Regions from separate parts of the Sus scrofa genome. Here region 1 is linked to region 2. The links are chromatin contacts, called in public Hi-C maps. All regions are on one chromosome and are shown on one strand. The core of a region is the stretch at or near the end of the contact, and the rest is flanking DNA. Distances in the headings are between cores, read along the strand shown.

Evidence for each region. A called contact is a pair of places that touch in the nucleus more often than the background predicts.
Region 1: a contact with region 2 is called in a Hi-C map of fetal liver, with 1.7 times the contacts expected there. The contact joins two enhancer-like sites. A contact is called at or near these places in 2 of 5 promoter capture datasets (fetal liver and liver), 10 of 47 Hi-C or Micro-C datasets (embryonic fibroblasts, fetal liver, heart right ventricle and 5 more) and 1 of 2 datasets of contacts at active chromatin or transcription factors (skeletal muscle).

Annotation. Positions count from the first base shown.
Region 1 is chr15:94,146,845-94,152,123 of Sscrofa11.1, forward strand. SLC40A1 (solute carrier family 40 member 1) reads right to left here. Exons shown (of 8, transcript XM_003483701.4): 5 at 5,180-5,279. Among named protein-coding and RNA genes, the nearest start is that of SLC40A1, 12 kb to the right of the region's middle. Within about 2 kb of position 3,342, at least 10 of the 83 cell types and tissues checked have an H3K27ac peak or open chromatin away from gene starts, as enhancers often do. A contact at or near this core is called in fetal liver, where this site is marked.
Region 2 is chr15:94,028,733-94,033,808 of Sscrofa11.1, forward strand. No RefSeq gene overlaps it. Among named protein-coding and RNA genes, the nearest start is that of WDR75, 50 kb to the left of the region's middle. Within about 2 kb of position 1,894, at least 1 of the 83 cell types and tissues checked has an H3K27ac peak or open chromatin away from gene starts, as enhancers often do. A contact at or near this core is called in fetal liver, where this site is marked.

The DNA.
Region 1 (5,279 bases), core at 2,092-4,591, 120 kb after region 2:
AATGTCTGATTGAAGTTGGTTTAAGTGACTGCTGCTAACTTCAGGGGACACCACTTCTATTATATTTTAAGTGAGTGGCACTCCCTGGATTCATAATGGGGCCGACATTATAAAAAGCAAGGCCCCAACCAAGGAAAGGAATTAGAAAGAGTGAACATTGATATTTTTTGTTAAGTTCTGCTCAGAAAGAGAATAAAGAAATGGCATGGTAGAGGAGTAGAGACAGGGATTTTTAAGAAGAGTAAATTATATATGATATCAAATTATATCATGTTTATATGTTGATGCGAATGTTACAGTAGATGAGAAGGTATGGCATCTAAATCTATGGCACAAGTGGCAGAGCTGTTCTCAGAGAGGAGTGCAAGCAATTCATCAATAGCACAAGAGTGGAGGTCATGTAAATGGCCTCAGGTGGAAGGAGGAAGAGCGATGTGATGGTGGAAGCACTTGGAAGTTCTCTTCTCATTTTTCCATTTTTTCAGTAGAATACAAAGCCAGGTCATCAGGGAAGGTAAGGATGGGAGAGGAGATATTGAATGCATAAAGAGAAAGGAGAAAGTCCAAAATAGTTCTTTAGGAAAGTGGGAGAAGGAAAGCACCAGAGAAGAGTATGATCAGCTGGCAGCATGAAAGGCCCCATATGAATCCAGTGGTTATGAACTTTAAGTGAGAACAGTGAGCAAAGGCATACATTTTTCACCAGCCAAGTTCTACTACGGAGAGGGTCTTATATAAGGAAAGTGACAAAAGGAGAGGCTAAGTGAGCTGAGAGTATATGCTAAGAGGCATCCCAGGGTCAGAACGACTGACCTTGGAATTGAAGCTGGGTAAGGAGGGGACACAAGAGGGGTCATGTGCAGTGAATAGGTAGTAGAGTAATTACTCGTTGGTGCCAACCAGGCTGGAGGAGTGCTGGGGCTGGGGTCCCAGGAGGAGTGAGCTGGAAAGATAGGAGGTCTTGGATGCCAAAGATTGAGATTATGGAAGTGGACTCTGGGAACATATAGCTGAGTCACAGTGGAGAACAGGATGAATGAAGGAGAGGAAGTCAAGAAAATGAACTACTTTCTCATTCTCTATCTCATAGAGCAGAGCAAAGATTACTGAGACAAGTCCTTACAATCATGTGGGGCTCCTTAAGGAAAAAGCAATACGTGACTAATAAGAACATTAACAGAAAATTGCCATTATGCCTTCTCTAGTTCTTCCTGGTGCTCACCAGCCTTCCAATCAGCCCTATGTGTGTATAATGCTTATATGATAACAGGAGAACTTTGACATATTTCACCTTTCACTTAAGAGGTAAAGGCAGTTTCATTGATCGTATGTACACACGACCGTTTTTGCAGAGTTGAAGTCCACCATTCTATCTGCCCCCCAGTAATAAGTTCCTAACAGGGAGGTATAGAATTGACCCAAAGAACTCAATAATTTGAGTCCAAAAATCAAGTACTAGTGAAAATATTCCATCTGCCCCCCAGTAATAAGTTCCTAACAGGGAGGTATAGAATTGACCCAAAGAACTCAGTAATTTGAGTCCAAAAATCAAGTACTAGTGAAAATATACACTTGGATCTGAAACCCTCTGAAAAACAACAAAATTTAGTTAAAATGATTTGTTTCTCATTCATTACCTCTGTTTCAAGTGCTCATAAACTTTCTAATGTCACCAATGTCTTTTATTTAGAATTTAGAAATGTCTAAGGAAGCTAATAAATAATGTTTAGATGTAATATAGTGTCAGAGAATGGCTCTTATTTTTCTAAAGCAGAACAAATTAAATGATAACTTTTCAAAAAGACCTAATCATTTTACTGGTAACCAGCTAGAGAAAAATCAGTCCTCTGAATGTGCAAACCCATTTTTTTTCTGCACATTTATATTTATTCCCATGCAGATACACAAATGTGTGCTCATTTAATTCCAACTGAACTGTTTGCAGCTACAGCTGTGGCACAGAACATGACTTCAATAACTACTTGCTATTTTAAAGGGTATATTACATCTCATAGACTCATAGTAAAGAAAAGATTTGCTGAGCAAATAGCGGCTGGCAGGTTCGTCTACCTCAAATGTGAAATCAATGTTCAGTCAATATAATTCAAACAAGAAATTTATCTGCCATACTTGATGCCAGCAGATGTTTCTTTAGAATGGTGGACGAGAAAAACCTCAGAAGCTATTAATAAAGAGTAATTAACAAAGGAAATGGAGAAGAAAATAAAATAACAGATGGAGTAAAACGTCTGGGAAAGGAAGTGTTTCAAACAGGCTGAGGGTCATGGCTGGAGGGAGTGTTTTAATAAAACAGTAAATCAATTACCTAGACAAATTAGCTAAAAGATTAATTAACAGCATTTTTGTAAGAAAAGAATATCTTTTCTGGAGCTGTCTAAACTAGATGATAACAGCTATATTTTGACCTGATGTTACTGAAATTTTAAAACTTTTCCACCTTCCAGGGAAAATTTCTCTTGTTCTTTACCCTCAGTGGTACTACCTCCCAGTTAAAAAATTACTCTGAAATTAAGAAACACTGGGATGAGGGAATGAGTAGTCAGCATCCAGCTCATAACCTTCCCTCTTTATGGGCTCACGCCTTCTTTCTCTCTCTCTCCAACACACACACACTGCACACAGGTTCAGCTGGCTCTGCCCAGTCTCCTGCTTGGTTTCTTTGCCAGCAACCTCAAAAATCTCAAAATACGGAGTTCCTGTTGTGGCTCAGAGGAAATGAACCCGACTAGTATCCATGAGGATGCTGGTTCAATCCCTAATCTTGCTCAGCAGGTAAAGGATCCAGCATTGGCGTGAGCTCTCGTGTAGGTCACAGATGCAGCTCGGATCTGGCATTGCTGTGGCTGTAGTAATAGGCCAGGAGCTGCAGCTCTGATTTGACCCCTAGTTTGGGAACTTCCATATGCCATGGGTGTGGCCCTAAAAAGACCAAAAAAAAAAAAAAATCAGCCTGCATAAACATAAATTATTCCTGACTGGAGTAGGTTTCTGTGTACAGAGACCCAAAATCAAAAGGACCCAAGGCGGCAGCTGGAGTCTCCTCCTCAAATGCTTTTCCCCTTTCTCTTCTATTTTTCCTTTACCCTCCTTTTTTTCTGTTCTGTAATTCTGTCTGATAGCAGAAATGGTACCAAAAATCCATGGTTACAGCCTGGTTAACTTTCAAATGGAAGAAGTTTTTGTTTCTTGTTTTGAAGCAAGGTTTGTTTTGAAGCATGGTTTTTAGTTAATTTTTAAACAAAATGTGGAGGTCAAAACCTGAGGAAAAAGTCCATGGAGGGTTTCCTTTGCTGGGCTACTAACCCACACTACTGGCTGGATGGGAAAGAGCCCTGCTTACTAAACTAATTCACAGAGGACAAGAGTTCATTGGGCAGCTTACTTCCTTTCTTAAACTTGAGAAACTCCAGGTCAGAAAGTACACTTGTTAGCCTGGATTCTTCCTCTCAGCAATAATTCCCCACATAAAGAAAGATAGCTGAGAAATGGCCAGCCATATTTTTATTATTTTCCTGGAATATCACTTTGGACTCAGAAAGATTGCCCCAAAGTTACGTGGAATTTTTTTGTTTTTTTGTTATTTATTTATTTTAGATATTTAGCACAAAATGAAATATTCTGAGTAACTTTCTCTCTACTCAGGGCTTTTTTTTTTTTTTCAATTACAGACATATAGACTTCCAAGAGTCAATACGAGTTAAGATATTCAGAGAAGAGAATTATCTTAAATGCCAACTTTTCCCCAAAAATGTATTCCAACAGATACATATGTGATATATTTTCAAAATATACCCTTCTGTATCCTTTGAATTTTAAAACATGGACATGTGGTACATCCTTAAAATACTACACTAAAAAGAGAAAATAAAGAACAGGGAAGAAACACTGGGGGGAAAAAAAAAGGACAAAGCCTTATCTTTTAATTCAATGTGGCTAAAAGAGATATGGAATTATTTCCTATAAGTAAATAATCACAGGAAGAAAAGTTAGTGAGAATCACTGCTTTAGCTCCAAAGAGAAGTCTGCATCACAGACTCACATGTGCTAAATTCATTTCCTCACTCACCAACCTCTAAGATCACTGCTGTATTTCTATCTTGAGCAATATTATTACTGCTACCACAGAGTGATGACTAAAGCAAATTCTTTTTCTTCATTTAGACCTTACATAGATTTTGTTCGCTTTCTCCCAACTTTCTTTTATCTTTTTTAACCACATGTCCAGTCAAACAAAGTTGCTTGCTCACCCCAGTACCTAATCTCTCTTCCATGTCCTGGGATAAGCCAACTGTAGTCATCAGGAATGGTTTTCTTGTCAGTCAGGATGGTTAGGCAATGTGTCTGTGATACCCATTATCTCAATGGCCAGGAGAGTTAATTCAGCTGACCTGATCAGCAGATATGTATACCCCTCCTCCTTTACTCTGTGTAATTTCAATCCAATTTGTGTCTGGGTGCTGTATGGGGCTGGGGGAGGTAGGGAATATTGAGTGAAGTAGGTTATTCACGGCCCAAGTAATATTGATGCAATGGACATGTTGCTTTGTAAGCATTCTTCAGCCTTTATTTGCCCTCTTGTATATATTTCCAATGGACAATAAAGACATAAACTTCCTAAAAAACCTATGTTCTGTCCTCCATTTCTTTAGTATTTGTAAAAGCAATTACATCATGCATAATATAATAACAATTATAATAACAATTATAACTTTAAAGTTGAAGGAATTAACTAGAAGTTATAGACTTAAGTTGTTTCCATTTGGTTTGGATAAAAATAATATCCATAATATGACCAGTTAATACTGGTAATAATTTTTATAGTATGACTGAAAAAAATCCCATGTCAGATTTTCACTGTTCTAAGCATTAATTAAACATTTGGAAACAGTTAACAGAATTTAAAAGAAAGAAAGAAAGAGGTCAAAAGAAATGTTCTTCTAATTTGCCAGGTTTACTTAGAATAAAAGAGAAGGTCACTCTTCTATATATTAGCTTCAGAGCAGTGAGACAAATCTTTGCACTGGTAAGAAAAAGACTATGTTTTCAATTGACTATTCTTTAAAAATACTCAGAAAAAGGCATAAGTGTAATTTATTACCACTGATTTGTAGTGAATCCTAATATAACCCATTTTAGTAGAAAGAGAAAACCAAATTACCTGCTAATTTGCTTCTGTCTTCTCCTGCAACAACAACAATCCAATCCCTTTGGATTGTGATTGTAGTAGCAGTACTGGCCAAATTTGCAATATTTGCAAT
Region 2 (5,076 bases), core at 644-3,143:
AATAACAGTCTTTAAAGAAGCTAGGGAACAATTACAGCTTAAGGGAGACTGAAAGAGACATAACTACATGCAATATGTGCTCTTTGGATCCTGGATGGGGCGGGGAGCTATAAAGGACATTTTGGAGGCACTTGGGGAAATTTGAATATATACAAATTTTAGATCTAGGATTACACTGTTAAATTTCCTGATGATGTTAAGTGAATTGTAGCCATGCCCTTATTCTTGAGAAATGTATGACGAAATATTTAGGCATGAAGTGTGATATAAACCATTTAAAATTCATAGTTAATATAAATGGTTCAGGGGGAAAAGCATGTATGTACTGATGCAAATTTAGCAAAATGTTAACCCTTGGTAAACCTAAGCAAAGAGTATATGGATATTCAATACACTCATAAATTTTCCATAAGTTGAAAGTCTTTAAAAATACAAAAAAAAAATCAAAAAATTATATAAAAATTCTACTTCAGCTCTATTATTTCAGGACCAAGCCTCTGCAATCCTGTCTAGGTTTCTTTAGCTTGTCGCCAAAACTACTCATATTCTTCACATGGTAAGTCTCCTGATGAGTTCATTCTTTCCTCCTGGAGTTTTACCCCCTCAACTTTCCTACCTTTTCCTCTTAGGCAGTGCATCCAGTTCCAGCTTTGATAACACCACTCTTTGCTTGTCTGCCTTATTCTCAGCTCCTTTGCCCTCCCTTGCATTTATCTTGCTCTCCTACTCTATTCCATTAGGACCAGTTGTCATCCTCCAAGTTGAGTTCTGAGATCTTTGCCATTCCATGTTTCCTGCATTAAGAGCACTAAGTACTCTTGCTCACATGATTCTCATTATGTGACATAATCTGCATTTCTGCCCTGTCTTCAGTCTCTTAATTTGGGAAATCTTTGAATTCCTACTGACTATATGCCTAAATCTATTCCACTCTATCCCTGTGCTGTATCCAACCTATGTAACACTCCTCTCACCCCTCCAGCCCCTGTGACCAATTCACAACTTTGGTAGAAAATATCCTATTGACTTCATAAATCTAAAAGAGGAAACACTGGACACTACAAAATATACCAATATGTCCATGTCCCTTAAATAAACGAGCTTGACCCCTGGGAGCACATGTGCAGCCTGCCACTACAACAGTTGCCAATGCGACCGGGTGCCAACCTTTGCCTTTACTTCCCTAGGAGCGTGTGTGCCCTACAGCTGCCCCCAAAGGGCCCGCAACTGGGTGCCAAGGGCTGGCCTCTGCCAGGCTCCAGGAGGAGTCATAAAAGCTACTGCCATCTCTCATGGACTATATACCTGGTCACTGCCCAGCTCTGGGTGCAAGAGTGAACCACTACCACTACTGAGTACTCCTGGGCCAGGCACCAGCTGCCATATCTGCACACCTACTATCAAGGAGATAACAGCCAGCACATGCCAAGGAAATAGATGATAGGCACCCATACTTAAAACAGCTCTGCACCTAAAGAGTAAGAGCTGAAATCTCCCTTGTGCACATTGTGGATTTACACCTTTCCTGCCAGCCTTATAATTCAGCACTGGTGGAACATCTGAACCAACAAGTGCTCCTGCCCCTGAGACAGGTCTGGCTTTAGTAGCCATGGACTCTCTGGGCATGTAAATGCAGGGGTTGGACCAGGACAGAGTGTGAGCTGCCTCCATAGATTCTACAGTGAGCCCAGGAGCACTGATAGTGCAGTCCTGAGTCCTGATTTCAGTGGATCTACACAGGTGACCTAGTGAAAACAATGCTTGGGAGACACCAGCCCAATTGCAGACAAACAGTTAAGCTGGGACCCAAATCAATGCCAACACAGTGTAATCTATGGGCCCACACATGAGGAAAAAGTGACACAACAGAGCACATGCACAGGTGAACAGCTCCTGGTAAGAAATACTCAGTGGCTCCTCTCCCAGCGGGAGTGCTGCCAACTCACCAACATCACACTGAAGATCAGAACCACAGCTCAGAAGCAGATCTGGTGGCTCCTTCCTACTCCAACAACTAGGGAGCAAATCCTGCCCCACCACCATCACAGTGACAACCATGGAGCAATCAGGTGTCCCCGCCCCCAAATCAAGAGCAGGCTTGGGTCACCACGACATCAATCATGCATCCTATCAAGGGGACAGGGGCCAGCACACACTGAGGAAAGAGGTAACAGACTACCTAAAGTCATACTGAGCTGATAGCCACCTCTAAACACACCCCTTGACAGAGCCCTGACTACCAGAGGAACACAACCTAGCTCCACCCACAAGTGCAAAGACACCAGTTCCTCCAACCAGGAAGCCTGCACAAGCCCCTGGGCTAACTTTACCCACCAGAGGGCAGACACCAGAAGCAAGAGAAACTACAACCCTGCAGGCTGCAGAAAGGAGACCACAAAATATAGAAAGTTAGACAAAATGAGATGACAGAGAAATATGTTTCAGACAAAGGAATTAGATAAAACCCACAACAACAACTAAATGAAGAATAGGCAATCTGAAAAAGAATTGAGAGTAATGATAGTAAGATCTCAGGGAATAGATGCACAGATGAAGAAGTTACATGAAATATTTGATAAAGAGGTGGAAGACTTAAAAAGCAAGCAAACAGATGAACAACACAATATCTGAAATCAAAAAGACACTAGAAGGAATCAACAGCACAATAACTGAGGCAGAAGAAAAAATTAGTGAGGTGGAAGATAGTGTAGTGGAAATCACTACCATGGAAGAATAAAGAAAAAAGAATGAGAAGTAATGAAGACAGTCTAAGAGACCTCTGGGACAATATTAAATGTACCGACATTCACATCATAGGGGTCCTGGAAGGAGAAGAGAGAGAGAAAGGGCGTGAGAAAATATTTGAAGAGGTTATAGCTGAAAACTTTTCCAGTATGAAAAAAACACTCGAGTCAAGGAAGTGCAGAGAGTTCCATACTGGATAAACACAATGAGAAACATGCTGACATTGATTGATCAAACTAACAAAAATTAAATACAAAGAAAAAAATTTAAATCAACAAGGGGAAAGCAATAAATATCGTACAAGGTGAACCCCTATAAGGTTACCAGCTGATTTTTCAACAGAAACTCTACAAGGCCAGAAGGGACTGGCAAGAGACATTTAAAGTGATGAAAGGGGGAAAAGACTTCAACAAAGAATACTCTACCCAGCAAGGCTCTCATTCAAATTCCATGGAGAAAGCAAAAGCTTTATAGACAAGCGATCCTAAAAGAAGTCAACACCACCGAACTAGCTTAACAACCAATGCTAAAGGTAATTTTCTAGTTTGAAACATAAAAGTAGGAAATCATCTATAGACAGATGTCATATCAAAACCAACAATCATGAGGAGAGGATGAATGCAGAATATTGAAATTGCATTTGAAATTAAGAGACCAGCAACTTTAAGCATTTTTGTACATACATAGAATGCTAGTTCAAAACCTTGTGGGAACAACAAACCAAAAACTACAATAGACACACTCAGAAAAAGCAATTCAAAAACAGCACTGAAGATAGTTATCAAATCACAAGAGAACAAATGAGGAAAGGAAGAATAAAATCCAACAATAACAAATCCAAATCAATGAAGAAAATGACAATTAGCACATACATATTGATAATTACCTTGAATATAAATGGATTAAATTCTCCAACCAAAGACACAGACATGCTGAACAGCAAAAGACTTGCCTATAAGAGACCCACTTCAGACCTAGGGACACACGCAGACTGAAAGTGAGGGGATAGAAGATATTCCATGAGGCAGAAATCAAAAGAAAGCTGGAGTATCATCACTCAAACCAGACAAATAGACTTTAAAATAAAGAATGTTGCAAGAGACAAAAGACATTACCAAATGATCAAGGGACCTATCCAAGAAAAAGATATAACAATTTAAGTATATATGCACCCAACATATGAGCACAGAAATATATAAGGTAACTGCTAACAACAATAAAAGGAGAAATCGACATTAACACAATAATAGTGGGGGACTCTAACACCCTACATTTGGCAATGGACAGATCATTAAAACAGAAAATCAATAAAGAAACACAGGTCTTAAATGACACAATAGACCAGATAGATTTAATTGTTAGTTATAGAACATTTCATCCAAAAGCAGTAGAATACACTTTCTTCTCAAGTGCACATGGAATATTCTCCAGGATAGATCACATCTTGGGCCGCAAATCAAGCCTCATTAAATTTAAGAAAATTGAAACCATATCAAGAATTTTTTTTCCAACTATAACACAATGAGACTAGAAATCAACCACAAGAAAAAAAACTGCAAAAAGAAAAACACCCCACAAAAAAAAAAAAAACAACAAATGGATCACTGAAGAAATCAAAGAGAAAATCAGAAAATACCTAGAGTCACATGACAACAAAGACACAATGACCAAAAACTATGGGATGCAAAAGCAATTCTATGAGGAAAGTCTATAGCAATACAATCTCACCTCAGGAATCAAGGAAAAAATCCCAAATAAACAAACTAAACTCACACTTAAAGCAACAAGAGAAAGAAGAACAAACAAATCCCAAAGTTAGTAGGAGAGAAATGATAAAGATCAAAGCAGAAGTAAATGAGATAAAGACAAAGAAAACAAAAAAGATTAAAGAAACTAAAAGTTATTTCTTTGAAAAGATCAATAAAATTGATCAACCTTTAGCCAGGCTCATCAAGAAAAAAGAGAGAAGACTCGAATCAATAAAATTAGAAATGAGAAAGTAGAAATTACAACTGACCACACAGAAATACAAAGGATCATAAGATACTACTGCGAGCAACTATATGCCAATAAAATGGACAACTTAGAAAAAATGGACAAAGTCTTAGAAAAGTACAACCTTCCAAGACTGAGTCAGGAAGAAAGAGAAAATATGAATAGACCAATCGCAAGTTCTGAAGTTGAAAATTCAATGATTTTAAAACTTCTGAAAAACAAAAGTCCATGACCAGACTGCTCCACAGGCAAATTCCATCAAACCTTTAAAAAAGTCAACACTTATTCTTCTGAAACTCTTCCAAAATATTGCAGAGGAAGGAACACTCCCAAGCT